3 separate regions of the Mus musculus genome follow, and regions 2 and 3 are each linked to region 1. The links are chromatin contacts, called in public HiChIP or PLAC-seq maps. All regions are on one chromosome and are shown on one strand. Each heading gives the region's core, a stretch centred on a gene start, on an enhancer-like site or on the middle of the called end of the contact. The rest is flanking DNA. Distances are from core to core; before and after follow the strand shown. Region 1 has its middle 37 kb from the start of Smurf2. Region 2 overlaps Tex2 (testis expressed gene 2). Region 3 overlaps Tex2 (testis expressed gene 2).

Evidence for each region. HiChIP or PLAC-seq counts read pairs in DNA pulled down with a chosen protein or histone mark.
Region 2: a contact with region 1 is called in a FOXA1 HiChIP or PLAC-seq map of pancreatic cancer cells. The contact joins two enhancer-like sites. A contact is called at or near these places in 1 of 484 Hi-C or Micro-C datasets (embryonic stem cells) and 2 of 115 datasets of contacts at active chromatin or transcription factors (embryonic stem cells and pancreatic cancer cells).
Region 3: an HNF4G HiChIP or PLAC-seq map of pancreatic cancer cells shows a contact between it and region 1. The contact joins two enhancer-like sites.

Annotation. Positions count from the first base shown.
Region 1 is chr11:106,955,371-106,959,154 of GRCm38.p6, forward strand. No RefSeq gene overlaps it. Among named protein-coding and RNA genes, the nearest start is that of Smurf2, 37 kb to the left of the region's middle. Within about 2 kb of position 1,996, at least 106 of the 459 cell types and tissues checked have an H3K27ac peak or open chromatin away from gene starts, as enhancers often do. A contact at or near this core is called in pancreatic cancer cells, where this site is marked.
Region 2 is chr11:106,554,796-106,558,579 of GRCm38.p6, forward strand. The region is part of intron 2 of Tex2 (testis expressed gene 2); the gene reads right to left. Among named protein-coding and RNA genes, the nearest start is that of Gm22711, 55 kb to the left of the region's middle. Within about 2 kb of position 2,141, at least 131 of the 459 cell types and tissues checked have an H3K27ac peak or open chromatin away from gene starts, as enhancers often do. A contact at or near this core is called in pancreatic cancer cells, where this site is marked.
Region 3 is chr11:106,587,022-106,590,805 of GRCm38.p6, forward strand. The region is part of intron 1 of Tex2 (testis expressed gene 2); the gene reads right to left. Among named protein-coding and RNA genes, the nearest start is that of Tex2, 24 kb to the right of the region's middle. Within about 2 kb of position 1,955, at least 93 of the 459 cell types and tissues checked have an H3K27ac peak or open chromatin away from gene starts, as enhancers often do. A contact at or near this core is called in pancreatic cancer cells, where this site is marked.

The sequences.
Region 1 (3,784 bases), core at 746-3,245:
AGAAGAAGGAGAAGGAGAAGGAGAAGGAGAAGGAGAAGGAGAAGAAGAAGAAGAAGAAGAAGAAGAAGAAGAAGAAGAAGAAGAAGAAGAAGAAGAAGAAGAAGAAGAAGAAGAAGAAGAAGAAGTTGTTATTTTAACTGGAGCAGTGCTGGCCCACTGTGTAGACAGGATCAGGGGGAGACTCCCAGACCAGGCAGCTACTTCCTCTAAAAGCTGATACTGTGGCCTCTCCTTGGTCCCCACTCAGTAACTCCATCTTCCCTTAGTTCTGAAGCCCTGTCAAGTGCCCACCCAGCATCCCTCCCTACTCCATCTTGCTCCTAAATGCCTAGCTGCTAAAGAAAGGGAGCACTGGAGTCCTTCACTCCTGCTAGAGTGATTTAAAGGGCTTCCCAAGATGCAGAGCTGCCGTTCATTCCACAGTCTCACCCGATCTAATGGATGGTTTTCCTTGACTGACCTTCGGGCTTCCTTTTTGGTTTTCATGTAGTCCAGGCTGGTCTCAGATTCATAATGTAGCTGAAGATGGCCTGTAATTTCTGATCCTCCTGCCTCTACTTCTCAAGTCCTGGGACTCCAGGTGTGCACTACCACACCTAACTTATGCATTGGCAGGGATCGAACCTAGGACTCTGTGTGTGCTCAGCTAACCCACTGAGCTGCATCCCCAGGCCCCAACCTCATGTATTTTGTTCTAGTGATGGAAAGGTGACCACTGGTTTGCAGTATTCTTATTGTTTGTGGTACTAGGATGTGAGCCAGGGACTCACACATGGTAGGCAAATGCTCTACTATTGAGCTCCGTTCGCAGCCCTCTTTTTATTTTTATATTATTTTATTTGTTGATGGGGTTTTTTTTGTTTGTTTTTTATAAATTGGAGGGAGGGGAAGAGCGTGTATGTATCCTGTTGTAAATGTGGAGGTCAGAAGACAACTTTGGGGAATTGGTTCTCTCATTTCACCATATGGGGTCTAGGGGTCAAATCATGTCTTCAGGCTTGGCACTTTACCCACTGAGCCAGCTCACTTGCCCTTATTTACTGACAGGGTCTCACTATATAATCCAAACTGGTCTGGGTACATAATTTAGAATAGCTTCAAACATGTGATCCTCCTGCCTCAGCCTCGCAAGTGTTACCTTTGTCTCCGTGTGTTTTCACACACCCTACATCTGAGCCCACCAGCAGGTCCTATGACCTCTCTAATCTGCCTATCACTCTCACTGCCACCACCAGTGGCCCAAGCCACCAATCTCTCCCTGGACTGGTCTCCCTGATTCCACATCCTGTCCTCACCATCTTCGGGTAACTGTCACTCCAGCTCTCCAAGAATCCCTTTACGGACATCTCAATTAAAAGCCAGTGCTTTCCTTTCCCGTGCAGTGTAGAGTAAAAGCCAAAGTCCACGCTACCATAGAGAAGCCTCTCTGGTTTTAATTCCTGCATCTTCCCCCTCCTCACACACTCTATTCAGCTCCCTATCCTTTCTCTTATTCGCCAACCTGTCCACACATGAACATCCGCAACCCCAGGGCCTTTGCATGTACTCTTTCCCTTTCCCAGAAGACTCTTGGCCTCCCCCCCACCCCAATTCCCTCTCTCCTCTTCTCCAAATGTTTGCTCAAAATTCCCTTTGCAGCAAAAGCTTCCTCGGCCACCCCATTTAATAATTTATACTTCCCTCATACCCAGAATTCATATTCCCCCCCCCCAGCTTTGTCCTCTCTACTTAGCATTTATCACTATTTTGCATGCTATAATGTTTTACATTTCTGTTTAGATTCCCAATTGTCCCTCCCAGTGGGACATAGTCGCTATGAGGACATTGGTGGATAGGCTTTGTTTACTGCCATAGCCCAGCATCTTGAACAGGGCCCGGAACATAGTAGTTATTTAACAAATATTTATTAAGTCAGTGAATGAATGGACCCTTGCCCTAGATCTTTTCCTGATTATCTGTGCCCAAGAAGCCAGTGATCAATAATGGTTGCTAAGCACCTGCCAAAGGTCAGAGTTGCAGATGAAACTATGTTCCTCTGCGCTCTCCCACGGTGGGTGCAGGGACCTGGGAAGGGCGGAGAGCTGCGATAGATATCTCTGACAGGGAAGGAAGATGGGATTCAGTACTAGAAATAAGAGGAAGGATGTCTCCGCCCGTCTGCTCCGAGGCTGAGCCCTGCCTGGCAGGCTGCCTGCTCCCAGAAACAGGAAGTATCCAGAGGGGAAGTGACTGCAGACTCAGAGAGGGATGAAATTCCCTGTGCCTGAGACAGAACACTTGAAGCTAGTCACTCTGGAGTCTTCCAAGAGTCCATGCCTGGGGGATGAGTAAAATCCATTCCACGGTGCCTCCGTGACTCATTTTGGACGGCAAGCGATCTGCAGCTTCAAGTCAGGGCGAGCAGGTGCTTCCTCTTCTGGGGTCCCCAGCTGGGGTGACTGGATGCTGAACCAGGGAGGGTGGGTGGTACCATTGGACTGCTTCTGTGCCAGCATCTCCCAGAGTGGAAAGTGTGCCCCTCAAGAGGCAGGTAGGAATTGGTGCTCCATGGACCATAGCTTCTAGAAACAGCTATGCAAGAAAGTATTCCTGAGATTAAGATCTAAAGATCAGTCTTGGCTTCCTTGACTCCAGGCCAGAGGTAAACAACCTACAAAGCCATTACGTCTTTGCAAACCTACCTTCTATTTGTTTAGCTATGTGTCTAGAGACAGAATAAAAACACCCTGATAAAAACAACTTGAGAGAGAAAAGGTCCACTTTAGCTCACGGTTCCAGGCTACCGTCCATCATGGCTGCAGGAGTTTGAGGAAACCAGCCCACAGATCTATAGTCGGAAGAGTAGTAGAAAATACAAGCATGCCTATACTCAGCTTGCTTCCTCTTCTTATACAGTTCAGAATGCCCTGTCTAGGGAATGGTTCCACCCACAGTGGATCTCCTCGCCTCAATTAATATTATCAAGGGACTAGAGAGATCTCAGCCATTAAGGGCACTTGATGCTCTTAAAGAGGACCCAGCTTTGATTTCTAGCACCCATACAGTGGCTCTCTGCTCCATTTCCAGTGGATCTGCTGTTGTTCTGCCTTGCTTGGCTCTGAACTGTTGACCGAAGGGCTATAAGGTCATAAAACACATACCAGGAAACCTGTGGTGAAAAAATAAGTTGGTTGTTTAAGGACAGCACAGAAAACACAGTGCTCAGGTGGAAACAGGCAGAGACATCAATTCATTTCCAGAAGAACAGAAAACCACCCTGTGTAACCACACTGATCTACCTACAGACAAGCCCTGGGCTTTATGTTTATGATGAAGCGCAGTGGGCAGCTCAAAGCGAGGATGTTATTATGAGCATTTAAATCATGCTAATAAAAGCTGCAGTTGTTTTTAATCCCTTCCTGAAAACCAAAGCAAGCCATCTTTAAGCCTGCCCTTTGATAAGAGTTTAAAGATAGCAGGAGGTGTCATTCCCACGTGTGGCTTCTAGCTCGCTTATTTACAGAGCAGAGCTCATGCGTTAAGAATTTCCAAGGCTTGGGGCTGGAGAGATGGCTCAGCAGTTGAGAGTACTGGCTGCTCTTCCAGAGGACCTGGATTCAATTCCCAGCACCCACATGGCAGCTCACAATTGTCTATAATTCCAGTTCCAGGGGATCTGACACCCTCACACAAACATAAATCCAGGCAAAACACCAAAGCATATAAATAAACAAATAAATCATAAATTAAAAAGTGTTGGGGTTTTTTTGTTGTTTGTTTGTTTGTTTTGCCTAAGCATTTGGCC
Region 2 (3,784 bases), core at 891-3,390, 400 kb before region 1:
ACATTATGGACAGAGAACATTCTCTCTACACTTTCTCTTTTGTTAACGAGCCAACATTTGTTCATTTCTTGCACTTGAAGTACTTCTGATGGCACCCTTGGCCTGGGATTCCTTGCCACAGTCCTTAGCCACTGTACAGCTGGGGTTTCCCCTCTCCACTCTCCCAGTTACTTGTTGGCACCGACCATAATTAGGCTGACTTGGTGCGGAGCACAGGGCCTCCACCACCCTGAGATATGCAGATTTGTCACAACTGGACACAAATAAAACAAGGGGCTGGGAGATTAAGGCCATGGCAGCTTCATGAACTCCATGTTCGAGGGACAAGAGAGGCCTCCAACATCTCTTCTAAAGCAGAATTAATGTCCCCTATGGCGCCAGCAGCAATGCCTTGCCTAGCTATGACAGCAGGTTACAGAGGGGACTACGTACATCTGGGACACAAGAGTCTCTACCTCCTCCCAACTCAGCAGGGAGAAAAGTAATTTCTTTCTTTTCTTTTTTTCTGAAAGTAAGGGTTGAAACAAGGTTTCTCTATGTAGCCCTGGCTGTCCTAGAACTCAACTCTGCAGACCAGGCTGGCCTTGAACTCCCAGAGCTCCTCCTGCTTCTGCCTCCAGAGTGCTGGGACTAAAGACATGTAAACGCCTGTTAGATTTCACATGACAGGATTTTGATGACAGGTTTCCTCTTTCCTTTAGTGTTTTGAGAGAGTTATTATGTACACCAGTCTGGCCTCCAAATTGAGATCTCCCCATCTTCACCTCTCCAGCATTTAGATTTGCACTATCAAGTTCCAAGAGCACACGCTCTTGTGCTCAGCTATCAACAACGGTTCTATGTGGCTTCAAAACCAACCCCACTGGGGTCACTGGGCAGAGACTTCTCCAAATGCTTTCCTCTCTTTAAATGCATACTCATCTGTAGGGAAACTTCTATCAAGTTTTTAGCTTATTTCTCTGCTTTTCAGATTGGAAAATAGACAACACACCAAAGGTTGTTTGAACAGTCTGGCTGAACAGTCTCTGTGCACAGGTTTTGTTATCCTGAGCCCTCTAAGGACCGGCAGATCAGTTCTCTTCCTAGGTCAGTTCCTGTGTAATATGGTAAACAAAGCCAACCTTCCCCACAATGCTTCTGGGTAGCCACAGAGCAGGAGCTCAGCCCAGGAGCCTGAGGAACAGGCCCCTCCTGGGCTCTGGCTCCACTCAGCAGGACCAAAGTTCAGGGATGAGTAAGCAGTTAGCCTCTGCTGACAGCTCTGACAGATACAGGTCACACTCCATGTTCTGACAAATACCAGGGCAACCTGATCCAGAGCAATGCAAAGGAAAGGAGTTTGAGGCCGAACTACACAGATCAAACCTTACTACTCCAGTGGCAGAGGCAAGGAGCCCAGGCCATGACGCCTGCTCCAACATCTGCCCAGTCTGACCCAGGCAGCATCCCTCCCATCCTCATCTCCCCAGCTGTCCAGCTGCCATGGTCTGCTCATTTTCCCTTCCCTTTCATCTCCTGATCTCCTCCTTCCTGAAATGCCTTTGTCCTTTTATTCTAGTTGAGGCTAAAGTCCACAGCTTCCCAACCTTGGCTAGCTTTAGGAGATCTACGTGCGTGCTCACATTTGACTCTGTAGAAGACTGTGGATAGACGCCCTGGCCACCCGCAGTGTCAGCAAGAATCCCAAGAATCTGGCAGCTCGGGTTCCAACCCAGGCCCCAACACCTGCCAGCGACACCCACCGTGGGGGCTGCTCAGCCCTCAGCCCCCCACTTTTCCATCCTGTAAAGAGGCTCAGCCTAGCTTCCTGCTTTCCTCATCCCAACTCATAGTCTATGTAAACCACAACATTTCTCCATGCTGACAGAAGGCAGGGAGCATAATTCATACAGTAAGAATGGACAGTCTTAAGCACAGTGAGAAAGTACTAATGAGTACTCACAACAGCACCTGGTATCTAGGCTCTTATCGTGTCCCAGAACTTCATGTGTACCATGTGGCTTACCACACCAATTTCCTACCACCACATTCGAAACAAAGCTCAAAACAGGGGAATGACCTGCCTCTTGATGGAGACTGGTACAGCTGGGACCTGGCCTCAGATCTAGCTGACTGAGGTGTGGCCTCCAACCATGGCCCCATGACACGGCCAATAGTCTGGGCAGTGCCTTAGCAGCCTTCAGGTCAAAGCAAAGCTGACGCCTTCTCTGCCCTGGACCTGTTTTGATTGCTTTACTAAACTGCCAGCTCCACAGAGCAGGGAGAACAAGGCCCACCTCAGTCCCAGCAATGTCTCGTGACCGAGCATACGACTGAAGTCTGACTCCGAAAACAGCTCGGAGGGTTAAATGAAATCCTTGGAGCTCAGGAGCTAAACAGGCTGCCCCCAGCCCATAACTCCATGGCACTCCTGGAGACCCACAAAGGAACAAGCTCAACAATTACTTGCAAGGAGGAGACTCCGTCACTGTAATTCCTCAAGGAGAAGAATCAAAGTAAAAGACATAAAACTGCAGAGTAAGAGAATAAGAATCCTGGAGCGACAGGAACTGCTGCTGAAGCCATGTTACATGGGAACCTGGGGCAGACAAGCCTGGGGCTTAGACCAAGATGCTGGCCCAAATCAACTCAGTCTGACCCCCGAGTCTGCCTCTGAGATACCACAATACGTCAAACCAGGTCTCCCTTGCAAAATGCAGTTTCCACATACAAACCTAATTACCTCTTCCTACCATGAGCTGACCCAAATTCTCCCGGTACTTGACTGACACCCTGGGTTAGACTGCATGTGACTTGAGCAGTCAGATACACAGCGCTCAGAGTGGCATGCCTCCCAACCCCCATGTTGCCCCTCCTCCACTGCCCTCTGCACACCCATTCTAACATTCTTAACCCTAAACATAGCGGGTGAGATATTTCTCCAGCTTTATTTTGTTATAGGCATGGGAGTAGGCACAAAGAGCACCGGCACAGGTTGGTGTCGCACTCCAAGGGCCTCCTGTCGTCGTTCCACACACACCACTGAGATGTCACATAAGCCTTGCTTCTTTCTGAACCTGGGACTGTTTAAATGGAGACCGTGCATACCACTGGGACAATGACCAGTCATAGGCAGCAGCTGTCTGGGCTACAGTCTGGACCTGGGACAGCATTTAGGAAAGGTCAGGGGTTTCTCTTCAATTCTCTGCTGGACTCAGAAGCCCCGTTTGGCTGGAAGTACAAACCACAATCTATAAAGAGGGCCATTTAATCCTGGGAAAGATTAAAAGCTACAATTAACCTTTTGCAAAATAATAAAGTCTGGAGGAGCTACTATTGTGCTTGCTCCCAATCACAGTGCCAGGGAAGGGTTCAAGGCCAGCACTCTGTGCTCGGCTGGATGCTGGGCTGGCCAGAGGTCAGACCTGATCCTTTGGCCCCAGGAAGTGATGAGAGTCCTCAGTGTGGCTGGCGCCAGGGCTGACAGCAGAAACTGCAGCATGCTCTTACCCTGTGGCTACACTGGCAATGGGAACTGCCTGTCACTCAGATCCCTGCTCATCCCCAGAGAAAAGCAGCTGAAGCCAGGGCTGCGGCCACTGCTGCTGATGCTCACCTCCAAAATGTACGCACAGGTAGCTGAATTTCACCTGCCCACAAATGCCACACAAACAGGATTTTGTACTTACTGAGTTTAGCCCCTTCTGATATATTGACACTTGGGAGCCAGAGTCACCTAATACAAGACCAAAGATCCTAGGGTTGGAGAACAAGGAACAACTTTGGCGCAAATTTAACTTTACCC
Region 3 (3,784 bases), core at 705-3,204, 370 kb before region 1:
AATTCAAACCTAGCCTGGGGTACTGCAGCAAGACCCTCACTCAAAACACAAACCAAGAGGACACTGAAGGGTGGGACAAGGGCTCTCTTGTGTGTCCAAGTCACAGTTGTGATGTGTAAAGATGCGCCAGAGAGCTCTACTCCCCAACAACTTATTACAAGGTCTTGTCTGAGCACTCTGGCCAGCACTGTCACACTTAACCCTTCTGCCACCCTATCTACCTGTTCCAAGGAAAGAGGGACATCTGTCCCAAGAGATCTTAAGTCTAAAAACCCTGAGGAGCCTGCAGAGCTGGCTTAGGGGTTAAGAGCACTTGTTGCTCTTGCAAAGGACCTGAGTTTGGTTCACTGTTTCTACATATTAGATAAAAGAAATTTAGATCAAGACAAAGTAGTCCTGGCAACTTACCAGGTAACAAGGCAGAGCAGGACTCCCGCTGCAGGCCCACTCTACAGCACCGTGTGCGCTGCCTCTCTCTGCTGCTTCCCTCCACGAGGCAATCAGGAGTGGAGAGGCTTTCATGGCACCCCGCGTTTTAGGAGAGCCAGCCACTTAACAGCCAAGCCCACTACTGGGAAAACAGAGACTTTACCCTATCTACCTACACGGACGCTCACAACCATCTGTTACCCCGGCTCCAGGAGAGCTAATGCCCTCTTCAGACTTCTGCGGACATCAAACATGCAGTATTGTGTACATACATGCATTCAAACAAACATTCATACACATAAATATAAATAAATCTCAAAGGAGAAAAATAAAAAAGGGGGCGGAGGGGAGCAAAGAGGAAAGAGAGGGAAGGAAGGGAGAGAAGAAGGGAGGAAAAGAGGAAGGGAATACAGAATCGATCAGGCAAAAGCTGCACTGATTCCCTGAGCAGGCTACAACACCTCTGTCTATTATCACGGCTCTAAAGAACCTGTCTGTGGTAAACAGCAACCTGCTGAGGATATAGGCATGACATCATGCAGGTTTTCTTATCATTTAGGAAATCACAGATAGTAGCAAAAAGACACTCATTCTCCCTTGACACCAGCCATCTGTCCTGCCCTCTCTGCTCATCGATGCACCTATACGTAGAAGCAGACATTTGTGTATATGTTTGCTTGAGACAGTCTTACCAGGTAGCCTAAGCTGACCTCAAATGAAAATCCTCCTGCCTCAGCTTTTCTGTAAGTAAGCGTTCTGTTGCATGTACCAACCATGCAACGTCCACAATAGCACACCCTGCTCACAGATATTTCCGCCCTCAGGGAAGTGGGTGACAGTTTAGCCATGCCCTCTATGAGCCTCCATGTTGCCTGGTGGCTCTGTTCATGACTCAGTCTTTCCTTTTACACCGTCCAAGGGAGTGTAAGATTTACCCCTATGCAAACAATCCCATGGATCAGTCTATATGGCTCAAGGCACTACCAAACAGGAATTGATTTCAAAAGTAACACCTAGTTAAAACCAAATACTTATTTCTCCCGAATCATTCAATAAGACAAGTATTTGAAATTAACTGAGCATGTTTATCTTTCTTCACTTCACAAGTTACTCACTGCTACAAGTCTGTTTAGGGAAACACTCTAATGGCAATCACATCTTTCCAGCCCCAAGAGCAGAGGCAAGACGGTAAACACCCATCTGTACACCTCCTCAGAGTTCACAAAGCACCCAGCCTGGCCTCAGGGGGGCTAGGAGGAGGCAAGGATCTGATAATCACAGCCAGCGGGGACACAGCCAGCGGGGAGTCAAATCGGTTTGCAGATTAATCACAGAAGGATTTCCTAAGCCATGGGGTCCTGGGCTGACACCCTAGAAGAGAGGAACGACTCACCGATCGTGGTGGCACAACGGGAGAAAAGGAAATGACCTGAGGCTGGACCACAGCCATGGGGAATCCAAAGACATCCCTGGGGCCAAGTGCTATGACACAGCACACTGATGACCTGGTCACTGGAAGGGAATGAGGGACGCCTGAGATTGCACACAATCTGCATGCACATGTGGAACTGAGAGGCTCGGGAGCTCAGTCAGCCCTCACAAACTTCAGTGAGAAGTGCTGACAGCCCGGGCTAGTGTAGCCACATGGACAAAACAGATCTGAGTCAGGAGACACGGGTTGCCACTCTGGTGGGCTGGATGTGAAAGAAGCTATTCTTATGGATGGAGCCTGGGTCCTGGGATCAAAAGCTGGAAGGATGGAGCCATAGTAAGAGGGGACCCAGTGAGGTTTAAGAAGAATGCAGCAGGGTCAGTTTGAGACATCCGAGAGACTGAGACTATTGGTGACCTGGCCTTGTGGCTATCACAGGATGCCCAAGGTTCTGATTCAGGAACGAATAATTGCCAGAAAAATGGTGCCTGGAGCCCAAAACTAACAGAGGAGCCCAGACCTCATGCTGAACTGTGCCCGGTTTCTCACAAGTCCGAATGACAACGTGCAAGCATCATGTGTCTGTGTTTGAGAGCAAATGGTTGTGGGGGAGATGCAGGAAGGGAGGTGGAGGGGAGGGAAAGAGAGGGCATTCTGAAGATGTCTGCTAGCGTCTGACTTCACAAAATATCTCTCCAGATAAAGTTAATTCTGTCTGCTATTGATAATAAAATTCTTTAAAATTCTGGCACCCTCCTAATTGAATCTCACCAGCAAACATGAAACTTAGAAATGGAGGAAGAAAAATAACTGTTCTCTGAAATGAGCAGCATGAGAGAACTTTCACTGACGATTTATATCCCCAACACTCTGGGACACACAACCCTCTCCAGGGCTCAATGAGATAGAAACGAAGCCTCCTGTCTCCTAAGCAAGGAAACCAAGGCAGACAGAGAAATGGCCTAAGGCTTCACAGCCGGTACTCACACACAGAGTGGATACAGAATCCTAACAGGCCTGGGCACCCCTCCCTCTCTGCGGTGCTAAAGACCAGGTGTACACCGGGCCCTGCCAGGGGCATCGCCTGCTGGCCTGCTTACTGGGAACAGTCTTTCTTATTTGCTTGCACTGACTAGTTATTGTCTTAGCCTCAAGATAACTTTGGCGGGTTTTTGCGGCTTCCTCCTCCCTTGGAGATAGGGTCTCAACTCCTATAGCCCAGGCTGGCCGCAAACTCAAGGCAATGCCTTGCTCCAGCTTTCCCAGGGTCTAAGATTATAGATGTGAACCACTCCACACAGATAATCATAATTTTTAAAGAACATTTTTTTAATTAATTCAATCCTTTCTGCTATAATTTCTTTAAAGATTTTTGTTTTATTTTAAATTATGTATGTATGCGTGAGCGCAGTATCCCGAGGCCAGGAGGTATCAGGTTCCCTGCAGTGGCAGTTACAGACCAGTGTGCGCCACACAGCTTGAGTGCTGGGAACTGAATTCCGGCACTTTGTAAGAGCAGCTTCTGCTCTTAACTTCTAAGCCATCTCCAGCCTCTGAAGAGATTGTTCAACATCTGATCATTACCCCAAAGCTTTAAGTTTTACTTATAATTACTAAGAGAATTTAGATCAAAATATAAACTCAAGTTGGAAAAGGAAATCAAGTGTTTGTTTTCTATCAAACGCCTACGGCATGTTTCCAACTCAAACCGATGAAACAGGCGTAAACTGACTCCCTTAATTTACAAAGCAATTTTCCAAGCTGAGTTTATCTTTAAGCCAGACTCACAAAGTCTCTCATCAAGAGACAGTACTGCAAGGTGAAGTCCTTGCCAGGCCAGAGAAGGCTGACAGCTCAAACTGTCTGCTAAGGATTCTCTGTGTGCTCACAGGAAACACTGTATAGTCCTTACAGACACCACAC